Regions from separate parts of the Oryctolagus cuniculus genome. Here region 1 is linked to region 2. The links are chromatin contacts, called in public Micro-C maps. All regions are on one chromosome and are shown on one strand. The core of a region is the stretch at or near the end of the contact, and the rest is flanking DNA. Distances in the headings are between cores, read along the strand shown.

Region 1 (4,665 bases), core at 1,764-4,263, 1.2 Mb after region 2:
AAGTAGCTATCACTTAATTATCAAATTCAGTGATGTCAGAAACTACATTGTGGTAGGACAACAATAATCATACATTGGATATGAATGGAGTATAAACCAGGACAGGATGTCATAGAGAAGATACCCAGGGCACTTCTAGATGTTTAGATCAGCATGGGCCTCCTTTTATTTTCTGGCACAGACTCCAATAGTACATGGTCTATGTATGAGGAGTGTTCAAAAAGTTCATGGAAATGCATATTATAAAAAAAACTATGCATGGATTTTGAAGTTATTCTGCACCAAAATAAACATCTTTTAATTCCATTGTGCACCATCTTTTTGGAGTCCTCTCATATGAGAGAGTGATAAAAAGACAAGTTGCTTTTTTGTGGTCATCAAGCCCATTGAAAATGCCCAGAAAATGGTATATGAAGTCTATTGTTTGACTTTTCCTTGATAGTAGGGAAGTAGCAGCTGGACTCTCCAAGTGCTTCTTAAGAGAAAAATCAGAAATTATGAACCAGGCATATTGGCCAGTTAAAAACTAGGGGTCGGAGGGAGAAGAGGGAAATAACTTGAAGTCTCCAGAGCAAAATGAAAGCACTCCGGTGAAATGGTGATAATTTTGCCGTCTTGAGATGAGGGCTTTGGAAACGGGAGCCGTTGCAGGTTTTGAAAACTGGAACTGCAGTGCCTCCTCCAGGAGAAAGAGGACACTTGCAAGTTTAGAACTCACCAAAGGAACTGGCTCCAGCTTGAAGGCTCTAAGATGGAGAGGATTGAGAAAGTGATCCTCCCGGGAGCTTCACTGAGCTCATCTATTAGTCACAGATAATTAGTGGATTGGAATTTTCGATGAGCTTTTCCCAGTTTCCTTAGGGAGATACACAGTTATTCCTTCGAGAAGATTTTATTTAAAAATTGGCCAACTAGCTCCTGGCCTTGGAAGCAAGGGGCAGAGGGCAGAAGGCATGGGCAGACTGTGGGGCCAGCGAAGGGAATGGGCACTTTCTGGATGCCAGCTGGGGCCAGGTGCCCCGTCTGAGTCACCTCACTGTTTTTAGGGTGCCCTGTCAAGGTTGGCATTATTATCCCTATTAATAGATGTGGCTCAGAGTGCTCAGGAAGTTGCCCAAGGTCACAGAGTTGCTACATGACTTAGCTGGAAGTGGAGACCCAGTGTGTTCCACTCTTCCCAGCACATCTAGCATCCATCGTGTGCTGCCAGGTGGGCACATGTGCTGCAGGAAACCTGTCCCAGCCACTTAGCACCTTGCACAGCCATGGCCAACTCTGCTGTGATCACCCCACTCTTTGCTGCAGAACTCAGGCCCCAGACCCTTCTCAACTGTCAGTAGCTCTACCTGAAAACTGCTGGCCTTGCCTGGAAAGTGGGAGCAGTAAACTGGGAAATAGGAGACAGCGATTTCAGACTGGCACTGACCTTGATTCAGTTGCTCTTGGGACTCAGTTTCTGTCGCTAATAGATGAGGATCCTTAAATTAGGCTCTTTCTGATGGAAATATTCTGTAGTTAATAACAGCAACAGCTGCCACAGTGCTGAGGACTTTCTACGTGCTGAAATTCAGTGTTTCCCCATTTCAGTACTAGAGGCATTTGCTGTGGGGACTCTTCTGGACACTGTAGGATATTCAGCACTATCCCTGGCCCTAGCCCCTAGGTGACAACGGTGCACACCCCGAGGTGTGACGACCACAGATGTCTTTAAACAGTACTAAATGTTCCTTAGGGTGGAAGGCAGAATCACCCGCCTTGAGCTATGTTTCTCCTTTTTCAGATAAAGAAATAGAGGCAGAGTGATCATGCAGATTCGAAGACCTTGGAAATTAGCATAAGCCAGAATATGCAACTGTGCCTGAACCACTTCTCTTCAACGTATTTTCCAGTAGAATACCTCTTTCCCAACATCCTGTCCAGACTCTTCCTTTGTCATCTATATTCAAAGACAGTGCCTTGTCTCATACCTGCTGCCGTGGTTCTTTGCTAACAATCGCCTATCGTGTCCTCACCCAGCTTGTCTGGGATTTCCTTGTGGGACACTGTCTTGTATTTCCTCCTTCTAATGTAGCAGTACCTGGCACAGTAGGTGCAAAGATGTTCACTTAATAAATGAACAGATTGGTTCCAGGGCTCTAATCCTCCCCATCCAAATCCAGTTCATGCCCACTGATTTGTATTATAAAGAAAAAGGTTAATTCAGCCAAGATAAATTCCTACCAGGCCATGTACAAAACGATTAGGAAATGAAAATTAATTGAGTCTGAAAATGGATGCTTGAATACTCAGGATCTAATAAGGCTGCTTGGTAACTTTTCAGGAGTGGATTGTTGGCTCTGGAACTAAAGGACAGCCATTTTGTATCCAAAACTGGGCATCAGACAAGACTGAGGGGGTAGTATGGGTTAAGTGATACATGTCAACTCGTTCAGGATCCAATTGCACCCTCTGTGTCAGGACACGTCTTCTGGGGTGGCAGGAAGTGCCACTGTCCTTCCTACAGAAGGCATCCAATGACTTTCTGGCGATAGGACATGCTTGCTTTCTGTGGTTTTTCCAGCAGTCAAGATGAAGTATTCTGAGCAGCCTTTGTGCCACCTGCCTAGACGAAAGAGACTCCAATCTGTCGACGGCTTAATAGAAATTTCCCTTGGTGAGAAGCCAATTCACTGACCCTGCTTGGGAATACACCAGCCACCCCTTGCCATCTGCATAAAGCCCTAAACCGAGGGTGTGGAATGATCTGTTCGCAGGCAGGGAGCATGACAAGAGACTATGAGTTGAATTTGCAAGTCTTGATTTGCTCCTCGTGATTCCTTCTCAAATGCCACAGCACGTGCGGGGAGTTAAAACGAGCAGCGTTGTCACGATGCAGCCAAGCCTGATTAGACAGCCTGGAATTCACTTCCCCAGTTTTCCGCGTGGGCGGCACACAGCGTGAGAGGGAATGAGAGAAAAGGCGTCATGGCTAGGAGACGGCTGACAAGCCCTTGCTCATCCGGGCAGGGCAGCAAAGGTGGCTCTGCAGAGGCTTGGCGTTTCTCTGCAGCAGGTTTGCCAGCACCAGGCACAGGCCCTGCTGTCTCCAGCACTGCCCCGCTCCCTGCCCCCCCGCCCCCCGCTTCCTTTCCTCGCCTTTCTTTCCATCTCTTTCTCTCATTCTTTCTCAGGTATTTATGAGCATTAGCCTTTCCCTTTTCCCCAGGCCCCTAAAAAGTAAATTATTTATGTTTCCATGCAATATTTTGCTCATTAAACTAAATCAGGGTAAACGCCTCTGTGTGACTCATGTTTGATTTTCCAGTGCCTGGTGCACTCAGCACCACGAGCATCCTCTATGCCTAATAAATGTTGGCTGGCTTAACGAACGGATGAAGAGTGAACAATTGAATGAACAGAGGAACAAGAAAACCATGTCAGAGTTGTGGTTCAGTGTGCCTCTTTGTCGAGGTAACAGTCTCTGCATCCTTTTAGCCTTTGCTTGCTCTAGTCTGACCCAACACAGTGAAATATTTTCAAAGACTACAACTGAGAGGACATTTTTAAAGAATGCAGTGGGTGATGGTGATTAAAAGGACTGGCTATCGAGTATGGCAGATGATGGGTTGTGCCTCACCTCTGCGAAGCGAGCTGGGCAACCTTGGCCAAATTACGTAAACTCTTCTAGCCTTTAGTCCCCCTTAAACAAAATGCACACTGGAGTATGGACCCCATGCAGTCAGCACAAGGAATGAATGGAATAATGTATGAGAAACACAAGATGCTGTGTCAGGCATAACACAAGCATATAAAAAATGGTAATGCTAATGACAATAGAATGATATTGACATCGGTGCTAATTATTGCTAATGCTCAACATTAATATTTCAAAAGACCTGCTGATCTGCTGAAATAACCTATTACTTCCTGACACACTTGAGATGAAAAATTAACCTGCCAAAAGTTGTTGGGCTTGAGGCCTAATAGCATAACTCAGGGGTGATCTATATATATCATATACTGTAACTATGTCTAATTTACCAACTGACAAGAGAATCACTTAAGAGTGCCTCATTCCTAGGCCGGCGCCATGGCTCACTAGGCTAATCCTCCGCCTTGTGGCGCCGGCACCCCAGGTTCTAGTCCCGGTCAGGGCGCTGGATTCTGTCCCGGTTGCCCCTCTTCCAGGCCAGCTCTCTGCTGTGGCCTGGGAGTGCAGTGGAGGATGGCCCAAGTGCTTGGGCCCCACACCCCATGGGAGACCAGGAGAAGCACCTGGCTCCTGCCATCAGATCAGCGCGGTGCCCCGGCCACAGCATGCCGGCCGCAGCGGCCATTGGAGGGTGAACCAACGGCAAAGGAAGACCTCTCTCTCTGTCTCTCTCTCACTGTCCACTCTGCCTGTCAAAAAAAAAAAAAAGTGCCTCATTCCTAAGTCTACAGTTACTGTGAGGAAGTTACAAATCTTGGACAATTAATCGCTATATTCTTTTTTTCATAATGTTTTCATTTCTATAAAATGCCATGCATTGCTTGGAAAGGAAAGCTCGCAGCAAGCTGGACCTCCCATCAACCTTTCAAGCAGATAAAGCAAGATTACTCACTTTCAGCAGTACTGACACAGGGCTGGATCATTCTTTGATGTTGGGGCAGTCCTGGGCTTTATGGAACATCAAACAGAATCCT
Region 2 (4,735 bases), core at 971-3,470:
AGGGTTCTCACATTCTGCTCCCTCCCACCAGGGACGCCGCCATGACGTCATCGCTAGCCAAGGGTCCTGGTGGAGAAGGGGTTGTGCACAGCTGGAACACCCCCATCCCCAGATTCTCTCGGACGCCCCTCCCCCAGCCGCGGAGCTGTTGCAGCTTTTTTCTTGTTAGCCCCGTGCCCTATTACCAGCAATGAACTGACGCTGTTTCTGTGAGATTGGGATCTGCTCTAATATTCTCACTCTGCCTAGGCTTCTTCTCTTTTCTCTTCTTTCCTCTCTCCACCCTCTCTATTTCACCTCCGCTTTTCACTTCTCTCTTGAAATTCTCCTTATTTCCTTTGTCCAGTGCAAAGCTAGCCTAACCATATAACAAGCAGCCTGCATACAACAAAGATTTTATCTCAGAAAGCAGGAGACGTCTTCTTGCATATTAAACAGAAGCATGTGATGTCTGGGTAGGAAAAACAATTTGCACTTTAAAAGCATTGCTCAGCCATTGCTTCTAATCGCCCAAAGCCGAATGAGCAGCGGTTGAACGTGTAGCAGAACTGACAGTGCAACGACCTACTTAGCATCACCCCGAGTCACGAGGATGAACAATGATTGAGAGTCCAGTCTGGTTTTTTTTTTTTTTTTTCTTAAGACGATTTCTTTCCAGATGGAGAGAGGTCTTAGTTTCCCACTCATTGCTCCAACCAAAGCTCCATCTGAGATTTAGACCTCCCCATGCGAAGTCCGGAACCTGAGCAGCGAGCAGTTAGGTTAGCGCAGCTGAATCCAATTTCTCGCGTTGCCCTCTTTTCTTCCCCACGGTGCAGCCAAGTGAGAAAGCTATAATCCAAGAGGCCGGAAGGACGAATGTGGGTTACCGTCCTGTGGCCAAGGCTGCTGTGTAGTGCAAGGAGGCAGCTCAAGCCAGCCCCAGGACACCGCTAGCTTTAATAGTTGGAGGAATTTCAAAGACGCAAGGCGTGTTTCTGCTTTCCCGTGGGGCAACAAGAGTTCTACGAAGTATTTCGATTTCTTAATACACAAATGCAGCGAGCAGGACTCCCGCGCTATACCTGCGCACTCGCTGGCTGGCACTAAATGTATGCGTGCCTTACAGCTGGCCTCACGGCTGCCTTATATAATGTAGGCTCGGTTCCTGAGAGGGAACTGCAAACCCTGTGCACGGTCCCCGGGAGGGCGAGACTCGGCCAGCTGATGGGCTTCTGGGTTGCTCCTGCTCTAAGATGTCAACCCCAGCATTGCTAAGGAAATAGACATGGGTGCCTGTGCACAGCCAGCTCAGAAATGATCTGGGTGAATAATGGAGGCGCTTGAGGTGGTCTGAATTAGAGAGCTGTGTGTGTGTGTGTGTGTGTGTGTGTGTGCATAGGGGACTGTGAAATAGGAAAAGCAGGGAAAGGAATTATGAGAAAATGCTGTGGCCACCAGCAGCTGACCATAGATCATTGGAATGCATCCTTTATCTAATGTGAGCAGGAACCAGGGGATGGAATATTGCTGAGTGGAATGCTTAATAAAGGAGCTGCTTTTCTCTCTCTGCCCTTTCCATGGAAATGCTTAAGAAAAGACAGGCAGCAGATGGCAGGGCTTTCACTAAGGAGACAGAAAAGTAGAAAAAGACTTAACGATGGCGGATTTGTCACTGAAGGCATAGCTTGCAAAGATCTCAATTTGCTCTGGAATTCTCTTCGTCTCACTTGTGCTCACTACTTGTGAACATTTTGGCAAGAGCTTAATAAAAATAGCCACAATCTCTACCCCACCGCCCCTCCGCAGTGCCTATATTTTCACTGCTCTATAAATATGCCCAGCAACCAGGTATTGAGAGAGAATTTCCCTGGCGCGGTCTCCACAAGAGCTAACACAGCTGTCACTGGGTCTTCGACAACCGCCAACTTAAGACTATAAAGTTGAACATGAACGAGTTCTCCATAGATCTTCTCCCCAATAAAAAATTCTTTTTGGTATGGTAATTTTGTTTACTTCTCCCAAGAGCCAGCCGTTACCGGAACTGCCCACGAGAGGGCGCGCGTTCACAGAAAATGCCCCAGGTGCCTGCTCTGGCTGGTCCCTTCCCCTCCGAGACGCAGGATGCAAGACACAGGTTTTATACGGAGGTATTTTCAGTTCAAATTCAAGTTCTAGAACTTTGATTTATTATTAGCCTGTTCTCTTACTTGGGTAGAAGAGAGAAGAGAAAAACAGGGCTGTCTGCTACCATTGTGTTCTACCCTCATTCAAGGTCGGCCTCAAAACGGCAAGTTTTCAAGAGAATCAAAACAAGTGTGATGGCGCGAGGCGCCGAGAGCGAGGCTGCAACCTCTCTAAGATGACAAATCGCCTCACGTTCCTCCCGAAATCACAAAAGCTTCACACCCACCCCCTCCTCCCCCGGGCCATGTCCTTCTGCAAGTGATTTGCAATCGCAGACAAGTATTATATAACCATGGAGCAGAAGCTTGGCTCTTGGGCTTGTTCTGTCTTTCGGAGAAAAGACATTACAAAACTGTTATTATATCACCACCCTGAGTGCCTGTGAGAAAAACATCTCTGAGATAGGAACGTGGGGCAGTGGAACTGATGGAAACTGGCATTAGTGCTAAAGACGGGCCATCGGCACTTACCCGAGGGGCAGTTGGAATGAAAAGACCTGCCCCAGTGTGGGGAGAGCAGACAAAGCTGACATCTGCCCAGGGGGGACCCGAGGACGAATCCTGACTGACTGCTGAGTGTCCCTGGGTACCTTACTTAACTCCTCTGGGCTGCAAGCTGGGGATTAGCTGAAGTGGGAATTTCCTTCCTTTCTAACACGTTATCCTTCTCTCAAGAAAAAAATGTGGACGACATTATTCATTTGACTGATGGAAAATACAGCATCATGTAATAAATCCTCCCTTTTGCAGGATCCTATATATTTCAGACAGCTCGGAGGCACGTTATATTTCATATTTGTGCAAACAGCCCATTATTTAGCAATGATTTCTTTAATGTTTTTATGGCAATGCGCCCCAGAGAGATTCTCTCCATGGAATGTTAAACAGATACTGTGGCATGATCAAAAACAAAAGCAAAATGAACAAAAGCCAGGCTTAGGTTTGAACTTTTTTTTTTCCTGCGTGGCCTCAGACAAGTTACCTAACTATTTTGGCTTTTGATTCTTAAACTGCAAGAATCTTGTAGGGTCATAGTGAGAAAGAGTGTGCAAACTGGATGGCATAGAGCTGTCATTATGTAGGATCTCTTCAGTACTGTTTCAAATGTCCAACCACTATGATTGTCTAAAGAGTTCTTTAACCCCAAAAACTGCATGCTTTTTCTCTTCTCTGGTTATCTATTTACTAACTTAGGAACCACAGATTTGCAAAATTTTGAATGAGGAAATTTAAGGAGGGCTTTTCAGAGATACAATCCTGTCTTGGAAAGCGAGCTGCTCGTGGTCTTCAAGTGACAGCATGAGAACGCTCCTGTGGGAGTGGGGAGTGCTCGGGGCAGTGGCAGCAGAATGAGGCGGGTTTGCATCGTGTGTGATGGGAGCAGCCCCACTTGTGTCTCCTTCACAGTTTACAGTCCTCAGCTGGAGCCAGAAAGGAGAGAATTACTGAGAGAAAAGCAGATCATGAAAGCCAATCGCAATCGCAATCGCAAAGCTGGGCCCAGGGGATGGCGTATGATGCAGGTTACCTGGACATGTGTGCCCAGGCATCGGGAATTTCTCTCCTCCTTTTCCAGTTCTCAGCCATACGCTAAGATGTGCTCTGTGCCCTGTCTATCTACAGCTCCCCCCGCCCAACACGCTGCAGGCTGCTTTCTGTGAACATCTGTGACTCCCTGCCTGAGGTCTTTTTCTGCCGAGGGAGCGTGCTCTGTGCTCAGGGAAAGCTCTGAGGACCACACTTAATTCCCTACCCCCAACAAAGCAGCTCTCAATCAGTGACTGGCATGGGGGTAGGTGGAGGATGATGGCAGTTGCTTGCAAACAGGGTGGCTTAACTGTGAGGCACACTTTCCTCCTTTTCCAGAACCATTACTTGTACTGGTATACTCAGGGTGCTGACTACTCTAACTCAGTTTCATGGATTACTTCAGGGAGAACCCCACCTGGGATCCCAGGATGAGGCTTCTACTTCCAAACTGATATACAAGACACGAGTTACGGAGCCACACAGAGGTAGGCCTGAAACTGGGCACTGTCGTTTAGCAGCTTTATGACCATGCCGCAAGTTCTGTAACTCCTCCAGGTCTCTATGTACACATCTAAAAAAAGGAGGAGTGGAATGCTACCTGGACTTCAGGCTGCTGTAATAACTGGATGCACTTCTGCATGTCAAGTGCCTTGCACAGTGAGCCTTAGCTTTCCAGTCATTGTTCTTATGCACCCCCTAAAATGTACACAGCAGAGCTCTCACATTGCCACTAAAGCTGTCTTCTGGGGCTGCTATGGAAATCAGAAAAGAAAATGATGGTCTGTAGTATTTATTTCCATTTCTGTGGCAGAACAAGTTCTTCAGGAGCATTTAGCTTCATTTAAACACACACACACATACACACATACACACACACTCACACGCTATGTGAGCAAGGAGAAATGGAGACACAAAAAAAGAAATGCCAGTGAAAGCGCCCCAGTTGGGCTGTGAACATGATAGGTGTGCAAGTGGGAGCTAGCCCAGTGAACCACGCCAGCATCTGAGGCCTTATTTTTAGAAGCTGGAGAAATGCTGGG

Evidence for each region. A called contact is a pair of places that touch in the nucleus more often than the background predicts.
Region 1: a contact with region 2 is called in a Micro-C map of ear pinna, with 13 times the contacts expected there. The contact joins two enhancer-like sites. A contact is called at or near these places in 2 of 6 Hi-C or Micro-C datasets (ear pinna and an unstated tissue).

What each region holds. Positions count from the first base shown.
Region 1 is chrX:7,767,773-7,772,437 of mOryCun1.1, forward strand. The region is part of intron 4 of SMPX (small muscle protein X-linked); the gene reads right to left. Among named protein-coding and RNA genes, the nearest start is that of SMPX, 38 kb to the right of the region's middle. Within about 2 kb of position 3,014, at least 1 of the 8 cell types and tissues checked has an H3K27ac peak or open chromatin away from gene starts, as enhancers often do.
Region 2 is chrX:6,597,776-6,602,510 of mOryCun1.1, forward strand. No RefSeq gene overlaps it. Among named protein-coding and RNA genes, the nearest start is that of RPS6KA3, 270 kb to the left of the region's middle. Within about 2 kb of position 2,221, at least 1 of the 8 cell types and tissues checked has an H3K27ac peak or open chromatin away from gene starts, as enhancers often do.